Linked DNA regions of Muntiacus reevesi: region 1 is linked to region 2. The links are chromatin contacts, called in public Hi-C maps. All regions are on one chromosome and are shown on one strand. Each heading gives the region's core, a stretch centred on a gene start, on an enhancer-like site or on the middle of the called end of the contact. The rest is flanking DNA. Distances are from core to core; before and after follow the strand shown.

Region 1 (5,124 bases), core at 1,569-4,068, 360 kb after region 2:
AAACATGTCTTTCTTTTTGTATTAAACCCCATACAGCAGTATGGTATGAGGCCTATAAAAAGACTTTTAAATTCTACCACTCCCAACTATCTGAATGATTCTTCTTAAACCACTTTATATATTAGACTCAAACACCTTCAGCAGGCTTCCTACTCCTACTTTGGGCAATCCATGCCCTTCTCTATCTGGTTACAGTCAGTCAACAGAGTACCTGAGAAACAACAGGCACTAACCATACACCTTTGTTCAAGGACATTTTTACCCGATATGCCATCTGTCTCTCAAAATAAGGTCCCAGCTCCACCAGGGCTCCCACCCCTCCTCAAATGGATCTCACAGATCATTCTCTCTCTCACCTGAACTTCATAAAAAGTGCACAAGTGAATGCCAAATTATTTTATGTTCAGTATTTTGGACTTATACTCTGCTATACTATTTTCTGACAGCAGGATTTTTTTTTTTTTCTCTGCCATTACATATCTGAATTAGATACTCTTAAGTTACAGAGGTCATTCATGTGTATCATCTCATTTGATTCTCCCCCAAACTCTAATATTTCAGGTGAAGAAAGGAAAACAGTGACATTAAATGACTTGCTATTCTTCATATTATTACTTTTCAGTAATCACTGCCTTAGCAGACTGTCCATGCTTAATATCTGCTTGAAGTGAAGGAAAAAGCAAGAGCACTCAATGGGACAGCATGAACACAGGCCATGAGGTGTTCACCCAACAGGAAAACAATTCCCAATGACCATCAATCCCCAATACTTTCACATAGCTTGGAGCAATTTCCCATCCCAACTGCTGGATAAGAACAGGCCAGAACATGTTCCTATCTCTTAAATGTTAAGAATGTATGTATTTATGTGTGCTCAGTCCCATTTGGCTGTTTGTGACCCCATGGATTGTAGCCTGCCAATGGGATTTAGCAGGAAACCCCATCTGTCTATGGGATTTCCCGGGCAAAGAATACTGAACAGTATTTCCTACTCCAGGGGACCTTCCCGACCCAGGGATTGAACCTGAGCCTCCTGTGTCTCCTGCACTGGCAAGAGGATTCTTTACCACTGTGCCACCTGGGAAGCCCTAAAAGGGTGCTGTACTTATGGCTAAATCGTGTCCAACTTTTGCAACCCCATGGACTGTAGCCCGCCAGGCTCCTCTGTCCATAGATTCTCCAGGCAAGAATACTGGAGGGGGTTGCCATACCCTCCTCCAGGGGATCTTCCCCACCCAGGGATCGAACCCAGGTCTCGCTTTACAGGCAGATTCTTTAGCACTGCAGGCAGATTCTTTACTGTCTGAGCCACTAGGGAAGCCCGTGTAATTCAAAACCAATTACACCCAAAAAGGGAAGCAAAAAGATCTCAATAGGAACCCCTCAATATGATCACCTACTCATTTCTTAAGCACTCAGCAGGTGTTAAACACACAGAAGTCTGAAAACTGTTTTCAATGAAAAGTTAACAATCCTGACTATGTTAAAAACCCCAAGCTTATCATTTCTCATCAAACTGACCCAGGATCCTACAATGAGAGAATTGGAAGAAACCTTAGGATACATTCATTTTACAGATAAGGAAATAAGACACCGGGAGAAGAAGCACATTTCAAGGTCACACAACTAATCAGAGGCAGAAGCAGTACTAGGACCCGGATCTCCACCCAATTGTTTCTTTCAAAATGCTATGTAAAGGGCAAGAAAGGCCAACTCAGGAGAATTTTCATTTTTCCTTTAAGTCCCTGTTGCTAAGCCCGCATTTAAAAAAAAAAAAAAAAAACCTGGATGGAGAAAAGGGAAAAGAGGTCAGCGTGAACAGGTAGCAAGCATATGCCTCCTATTCACCCAAGACACATTCACCTGGCCTGGTAGCAAGGCGAGAAAGAGGGGGAGGAGGTGCGGGGGTGGGGGGGAGTGTAGAAGGAGAAGGGGAAAAAAAGATAAATCTTAAAGACTTCTTGTTAGGCCGTAGGAGAAGTCGGTACTCGAGGTTCAGTATTCAGGTATTGGGATAAAACGCCTAGAAACTTCAGGAAGCAAAAACCCAAGAGCACTTTGGAATCTGCAGCAGCATGCAAGTGTGGCAGTCGTCGTGGGGAGCTTGGAGACTACTAACTTCGAAGAGTTGCTTTCATTCAGTCGAGATTCAATCTTCCCTGTCCGTGAAATGAACACATTCAACAGTGGCCCCCCAGCACCACCGAGGAAAAGCGATGGCGCTCTGAAATGTGGGGCTAATTAAATTGTCTTAAGAAGCTGTAGTGGCCAGCATTTAGGAGGAACACTTCCCAGAAGAAACAAAGTCCTCAAGAGGAGAGAGCCCAGGTTTGAGCTATGTAGGAAGCTAGCTACAAGCACCATTTAAGGTTCCCACCGTGGGCCAACGAGAACTCCCTCTGAGAAGCCGCAGAAGAAAAGGGGGGCGAGGATGGGAAGAGGGGTTCGCCGCCTCCCTGGCGCTCCCCAGGCTTCGACTGTCCTCAAGAATAGACTTCTCACCTTGTCCAGTAAGCCGCTACGGCTACTGCCTGTCCCACAGCCGGAGCCACCGCCAGCCCCACTACTGCCTCCGCCACCACCGGCTCTCCCGCCCTGAGAAGCCGCCGCCGCCATCTTGCTTGCCTCTGCGTTTCCCTCCCCTCCTAAACTTGTCCGAAGCCGATTGGCTGAGACTGACGCCGTGACGTACTGCGCGGAGTCCATCGGGATCCGTAGTTGGAGCTGGCTGATGCGAAATTGCTAGCGGAAGTGGCCGCGAGGCTTGCCGGGACTTGTAGTAATTAGAAGCTCCAGCCTTCGGTTGCCGTCTTCTCGGCCAGCCGCCGCGTCGCGGTTACTAAGAGGTTGGAGAGGGTGGTGGCAGGCGCCACGGTGGAGCGGCTCCGAGATTCCCGAGAGGCTCAGAGGCGCGCATCCCGCCCGACCGGGACGTCGCCCCCGCGGACATCTCGGAGGCGGAAGCGACGCCGGAGGCAGGTGCGGCTGGAAACTTAGTTTGCCTGAGGGGTTAGAGTCTCCGCCGCTCCACATGTAGTGTTTCCCAAGGATGGGAGTAGGAGCTCGTCCTTATCCTTTTTTAGCCTTGTTATTGCACTTACTGGTTTTCTGGTGACTATCATCTTATTTTCGTGATACAGAGAACTCACAGTCAGAGTGCCTGTTGCCTACCAGGCGCTGTCTCGGTCTTCAGTGCCTCTATATCCATCCTCATTTAGTACCCGGACGGAACAGTTAGATGAGGAAACTAAGGAACTTAACCAAGGCCAGATAGCATGGATCAGAACCTAGTTTAGCAGTCAGGTGTCATCAAACCCGTGCCATGCTCCCTTTGTTACCACCTGGGGTCCTTGGACTCTTTAATCAATAGAAATTGATAAGAGGCTAGCAAGGAATTCAGGCAATATTTTATTGGGACTCCACTTGCAGTAGGCTTCCCTGATAACTCAGTTGGTAAAGAATCCTCCTGCATTGCAGGAGACCCCTGTTTGATTCCTGGGTAGGGAAGATCCCCTGGAGAAGGGAAAGGCTACCCACTCCAGTATTCTGGCCTGGAGAATTCCACGGATTGTGTAGTCCATGGGGTCGCAAAGAGTCGGACACGACTGTGTGACTTTCACTTTCCTCTTGCAGCAGCAGAGAGCAAAGCAAGAAACAGTTGTGTGTGGGGGTGGCGAGTGACCTTGTCCTTTAAATGGGGTGAGGGTGGGGAGCCAAATGGGTGAGGAGTGGCTTACTGTGGTCTGCCCACACCTTTTGTGGTGCTGTGTGCAGGGATCATGCACAGTATCCTACTTTTGCTCCTGGCACCTCAGAAGTGGCAGTTGGATTTTGGCCTTTTTATGTGTTATTGTTCATAATTTGCCCCACGTGTGCATGCATGCAGTTATTTTTAGTCCCTTCTAGTTTATTTGTATTAATATTTTTTTGCTGTGCAAAGAGGTGTTTGTCCAGGTACTAGCACTCTAGTAAAGGGTCCCAGGTCCCAGCCTATATCACCTTTGCCTCTCTGCCTTTACAGTTTTCAGTTCAGTTCAGTTCAGTCGCTCAGTCATGTCCGACTCTTTGCGACCCCATGAATCACAGCATGCCAGGCCTTCCTGTCCATCACCAACTCCAGGAGTTTACTCAAACTCATGCCCATCAGCAGTTTTAGGATGTAATAATATTCTAAATTTTTATTAAATTTTTTACACAATATTTATTGAGCACCAACCTTGCTTGCAGCTGTACTAAGAGATACTAGGGGATCAGAAAAGACCTGTTCCCTGAGTTACCATGTAACAGGATCCAATACACTATTAGCTACTACATTGCCTCATTTTTTTGTTTTTGATCCCTATGAAATTCCTCGTGGTGGTTTAGTAGCTAAGTCGTGATAGACTCTTGCGACCCCATGAACTGTAGTCTGCCAGTCTCCTCTGTCCTTGAGATTCTCCAGGCAAGAATACTGGAGTAGGTTGCCATTTCCTTCTCCAGGGGATCTTCCCAACGTAGAGATTGAACCTAGGACTCCTGCTTTGTAGGCAGATTCTTTACCAACTGAGCTCAAGGGAAGCCCTTGAAATTCCTCATATAAATGTCCAAATCCCTGAGCAAATTAAGTACTTACTATGGAAATGTTAGATGCAGTTTCTTCATCTATGTGAAGCAATCCAGTCAGATGCCTCTGTAGCTTCATGTTTATCTTTTAATAACTTGTTGAGTTTCAAGACCCAGCTCTAATGTCACCTGCTCTGTGAAACCTTTCCCGATCCTCCTCCTTTCTTTGCAGACAGAATGGAGAACTCCATAGCATTGTGTTCATGGTTCTGTTTGGTTCAGTAAGCACTCAGTTGTGCCTCTTCAGTGGCCCAGACCCTGTATGAGGCATGGGTGATAAAGATATGGTTAGGACCCAGGCCTGGCCATGAGAGGCTCCCAGCTTGAGGTTGGGCTGTGAGGAGTGGGAAACAGATAGGTAAGCAGGCCACTGTAATATAGTGTGGCACAGTGCCTCCATTAAGAGGTGGGGTAAGATGGTAGCACAGATAAGTCAACCAAAGGAGGAGGATATACAGGGAAGCTTTTTGTATGAGTCAGGCAAAGAAGAGGGGCAAAAGTGTGATAGGCTAGAGGGATGGA
Region 2 (5,172 bases), core at 1,391-3,890:
CTGGGAAGCCCTTCACTGTACTATTCAGTTCATTTCAGTCACTCAGTCGTGTCCGACTCTTTGCAACCCAAAGAATCGCAGCACGCCAGGCCTCTCTGTCCATCACCAACTCCCGGAGTTTACTCAGACTCATGCCCATCAAGTTGGTGATGCCATCCAGCCATCTCATCCTCTGTCATCCCCTTCTCCTACAGCCCCCAATCCCTCTCAGCATCAGGGTCTTTTCCAACGAGTCAACTCTTCACATGAGGTGGCCAAAGTATTGGAGCTTCAGTTTCAGCATCAGTCCTTCCAATGAACATCCAGGACTGATCTCCTTTAGGATGGACTGGTTGGATCTCCTTGCAGTCCAAGGGACTCTCAAGAGTCTTCTCCAACACTACAGTTCAAAAGCATCAATTCTTCGGCGCTCAGCTTTCTTCACAGTCCAACTCTCACATCCATACATGACCACTGGAAAAACCATAGCCTTGACCAGACAGACCTTTGTTGGCAAAGTAATGTCTCTGCTTTTTAATATGGTATCTAGATTGGTCATAACTTTCCTTCCAAGGAGTAAGTGTCTTTTCATTTCATGGCTGCAGTCCCCATCTGCAGTGATTTTTGAGCCCCCCAAAATAAAGTCTGACACTGTTTCCACTGTCTCCCCATCTACTTCCCTACTACCAAAGTATTAAAGCGCTTCTAATGCCCACATCTAACACACACTCAGGGACGTAGACTGAAGTGAACCATTCCTCATTTTTCTTCTACCCTCACCTTTCCACAGCCAAATCATGGAGATCAATTGGCAGCCAATCTCTCCTATGTATCATTACTATATCCTAGATGGATATAAATTACTGCTGCCTGCTTATTAAAAGAACTTCAACAAAATACCAATCCATTTGTAATACTCACTGATCACAAGTAACTTTTCAGGGTGATAATAGGAGTTTTCAGAAGCACCATCCTAAAGAGGGCTTCCCTGGTGACTCAGATGGTAAAGAATCTGCCTGCAAAGTGGGAGACCTGGGTCCAATCCCTCGGTTGGGAAGATCCCCTGGAGGAGGGCATGGCAACCAGCTCCAGCATTCTTGCCTGGAAGAATCCCCATGGACAGAAGCCTTGGGTCCATGGGGGTCACAAAGAGTTGGACACGACTAAGTGACAAAGCACAGCACAGCACCATCCTGAAGAGCCATTTCTAGGCCCACAGTAGCCTCTGGCACAAGCCAGGATCACTCACCTCTACACTGCCTTCAGGGAAGCCAAACCTCTTCTGAACCACAGCAGTCAACTCCCGGATCCGCCGGCCCTTCTCACCAAGTACATTCTGTGTCCTGAGAAAAATGAAGAGCAACAATTCACAGCTCTCATAACATTACAGATGTAGTTTTAAATCTTGCACATGTGTGGCAATTCATCTGACACAAAGAAGTATAAATTTTGGATGACAAGAATTAAGAGATCATTTTTTTTAATGCAGCTTAAAAACTCATTCACTAAGACTCAATTGTTGTTCTGCTAAGTTTACAAAACAAATCACCTTAGAGCAGATAACAATTACACATGATGACCAGAAAAAATGAATTTTTTACCTGGTGGCCAAGATAATGATTTCTGTCCTGGTTGGCGTAACTCGGACCTCAACTCCAGAGTACCCATCTTCAGCCAGCTCCCGAGTGAGAAACTCGTTCAGTTCAGCTTTGAAGATGCCATCAGCGACAAACTAACCAAAAGTAAAATGAAAATCAGGATCTGGACATAGGATCACTTTTCTAGCCCAGTCAATGCAACCCTAATCAAAATTCAACACCTCCAACCAACGTTCCAGAGGAAATACAGCAACCCTTCTCAGACAAATGCCTCTACGTCATCTTCTGGAAGTTAACTTTGACCCAGGCCCTTAAAACTGTGCCACAGAACGCGGCACAGGGTAGGGGGCACCTGGACAAAGAGAACACCTCCAGTCAGACTCGTCATCTCCTCTTCATTGAAGGGTTTTAAATTAAACCGTTTTACCCAGGCCCCTTCCCTCTATTTCCCCAGAACTTTTCCTTGACCCCCAGATAGAACAAGAAATTGTCAGTAACCTTCCCAACTGAGGTCCTCGGGGTCAGAAGGCTGCACCCAGACACGCCTGGGAAGAAGGCAAGAAAACACTGCTACCTCCCTTTCTCAAAGCTATGATTCGATGAAGGAAAAGGCTCATGCCCTCAAAACATCACGTTTACTAACTTTACTAACTACTGACTAAGAAAGGCTCACAAGCGCTCCTCCAGGGCACGAGGAGCCCTCAGTGCTCATCTCTGGTCTCCGCCCGGAACCGGCAGAAATCCGTCCCTCCTATCCCAGCCATACTGCTCTCGGCAGCCACGGGCCTGCGCTCAATCCACCGCCATCCGCAGCCCACAGGAAAGCGACACAGTCCAACCGCTGCCCCGGGTATAGCGAAGAGCTGTAGGTCTCGCAATAGCACCCAGAGAAGCTCCTGACCCGCGAAACGCGACAGTTCCCTGCAACCGGGCCCCAGGATCTCACCTTCCTCTTCTTGGAAATTTGCACGGCCATCTTGCCGCCGCGAGCCGCCGAAAGGAAAGGAAGTGGCAAGCGGGCGGAAGTGCGTATAAAGGGCGCTGTGCGACGACAAAGAACTGCGCGACCTCGACGCCTGTGAGCGTTCATGGGAAGTGTAGTTTTCACTTTGGTAAAAGGAAAGAGAAAAGCGCGGTGCAAGGGTTGATGCTTTTGAACTGTGAGGTGTTGGAGAAGACTCTTGAAAGTTCCTTGGACTGCAAGGAGATCAAAGCAGTCAATCCTAAAGGAAATCAATCCTGAATATTCATCGGAAGGACTGATGCTGAAGCTGAAACTCCAATACTTTGGCCATCTGATGCGAAGAGCTGACTCATTGGAAAAGACGCTGATACTGCCTTTAGAAAGCCTAAAGGCAGAGGAGAAGGGAAGGACGCAGAGGATGAGATGGTTGGATGGCGTCACCGACTCAATGGACATGAGTTTGAGCAAGCTCCGGGAGATGGCGATGGACATGGAAACCTGGCGTGCTGCAGCCCATGGGGTCGCAAAAAGTTGGACACAACTGAGCGACTGAACAACAACAACCATATCCAGAAACCTGGGGCTTCCCAGATGACACTAGTCGTAAAGAACCCACGTGCAAATGGAGGAGAGAGAGATGATGGTTCGATCATAGAGATGAGGGGTCGATCTCTAGGTCAGGAAGATCCCTTGGAGGAGGGCATGGCAACCCACTCCAGTATTTTTACCTGGAAAATCCCATAGACAAGAGGAGCCAATATCTCAATCAGAGCTTAAAAAATTCAGAGTTTAGAGTCCAGTTCTCATCAGTTTAAAACCAGGTATAAACACACACTCATCTGCTCACTTTATTCTTTAATGAAATAAAAGAATAAAAAAATAAAAGGGCTTTTCGGCTGAAAGCCCTCAATGAAATTCAGTGAGGCACATATCTCTTCCAATTTGTGTCCATTTCCTCTGTTGCAAACTGATAATAATAATATATATAATATGTATTAAATATTCTAAGGACTGTTTTAGGACCTTTATATTATTAATTCATTACCTCTACCTCACATTCATAAAGTCTGTCACAGCTTGTAACAGAAGTCACGATAGTGGCTCGCAATTCTTTTTCAATTAAAAAAATTTCCCCTTACAGATTTTATTACAAAAAATTTCAAACATACAGAAAAGTTGAAAGAATTTTACAGTGTACACCCATATATGCATCCCTTAGGTCCTGCAATTAACATTTTTTCCATATTTGCTTTATCACATATTTATCCTTTCCTCTATCCACCCAACAATGCATCTTTTGATACATTTCAAAGTTACTTTCAGACATCAGCACGTTTCATGCCTTAAACCTCCCCAATAGTTTTTTTTTCAGTTTTATTGATAAATAATTGACATACATCAATGTATAAGTTTAAGGCACACAACATAATGGCTTGATTTACTTATATCATGAAATGATTACCACAAAAGATTCAGCTAACACCCATCATCTCATATAGACACAAAAATAAATTGAAAACAGAAAAAGTTTCCTTGTGATGAACACTTTCATTTTAAATCTGAAGTTTGTTTCTATTTAAAACATTAGAAAATTTCTTTACAAAACTGTTTTACATTTTTCTTAAAAATATAGAAAATCTATCAAAATTGTGGCCCCACATTTTCTCATAGCAGCACTCTCCTTCCCCGTTATGTGGGAAAGCGTTTTCCAATGTGCCACGGTTCCTGGCAGCTTCGCTCACTGATTGTCTGGTCCTAGAAGCCATCTGAGCTTTTCCCCAGCGCTGAAACAGCTCTAATACTGAGATGCTCTGATCCTATAATCGTGGACTTAACAGAATTCTGGGGGGAGTCTGTATAGAGGGACCAGGGAAGATGGAAAGAAGTGGATGATCCAAAGGGACTTGCTGTGGACCTAATGTACCTTCATGATGGATTGAGGTTGAGGGGAGAACTGAAAATGACATCCACGCTAGATGCTTAGTGACAACCCTCACTGAGGTAGGAAAATCAGGAATAGGCTTTTTCTCCATGTCATCTCACTCTGTCACTTCCTCTAGGATTGGGCCTTTTCTAGCTATACCTGTAACTAGCATACTCACCTCACTGGGTTGGAATGGCCTGTTTATGCGTTTCTCCTACTAGACCATAAGCTTCATAAGTGCAGAGACCAAGTCTGTTTTGTTCATTACATCCAGAGTCTAGGATATGGCCTGACTCAGGCCTGGTGTCAATCAAAGTTTGATTGTCAAAGAAATTAATTAATGAATTTTGGTTTTAGATCAGTTCTTAGTAGTGTGGCTCATATAAATTTCCTTGTCTCTTACTGGAATACCCACAAAACCAAGTTGTAGAGACTCAAAGCTAAGGATCAGACCATGGAGAGTTCTTTGATGTAAACACTACCTCTGGAGTCTCCATGGTAGCTCATCTCCTGCCCCTTCCCAACGACGCAAGAGGATGCCTGCCTGGGTATTGTCCTCTGGTCCCAGGAGAAAACCCATGAAGGAAGCCTTTATCATGATGCCTTCCTCTTTATGTATTATAAGAAGACATTATATCACTCAAAATCACACTGTAAAAATAATAGTAGTCACAATACACTGAATTCCCATTAAAAGTAGGGAATGT

Evidence for each region. A called contact is a pair of places that touch in the nucleus more often than the background predicts.
Region 1: a contact with region 2 is called in a Hi-C map of blood, with 2.3 times the contacts expected there. The contact joins the promoter of XRRA1 here to the promoter of RPS3 in region 2. A contact is called at or near these places in 2 of 3 Hi-C or Micro-C datasets (blood and muscle).

What each region holds. Positions count from the first base shown.
Region 1 is chr9:37,137,985-37,143,108 of mMunRee1.1, forward strand. XRRA1 (X-ray radiation resistance associated 1) reads left to right here and starts at 2,819. Exons shown (of 18, transcript XM_065944144.1): 1 at 2,819-2,979. It overlaps SPCS2 (signal peptidase complex subunit 2), which reads right to left and starts at 2,652. Exons shown (of 5, transcript XM_065944563.1): 1 at 2,503-2,652. The coding sequence starts at 2,616.
Region 2 is chr9:36,776,255-36,781,426 of mMunRee1.1, forward strand. RPS3 (ribosomal protein S3) reads right to left here and starts at 2,641. Exons shown (of 7, transcript XM_065944865.1): 1 at 2,524-2,641; 2 at 1,581-1,711; 3 at 1,229-1,322. The coding sequence starts at 2,553. LOC136176119 (small nucleolar RNA SNORD15) reads right to left here and starts at 1,981; the gene lies at 1,832-1,981.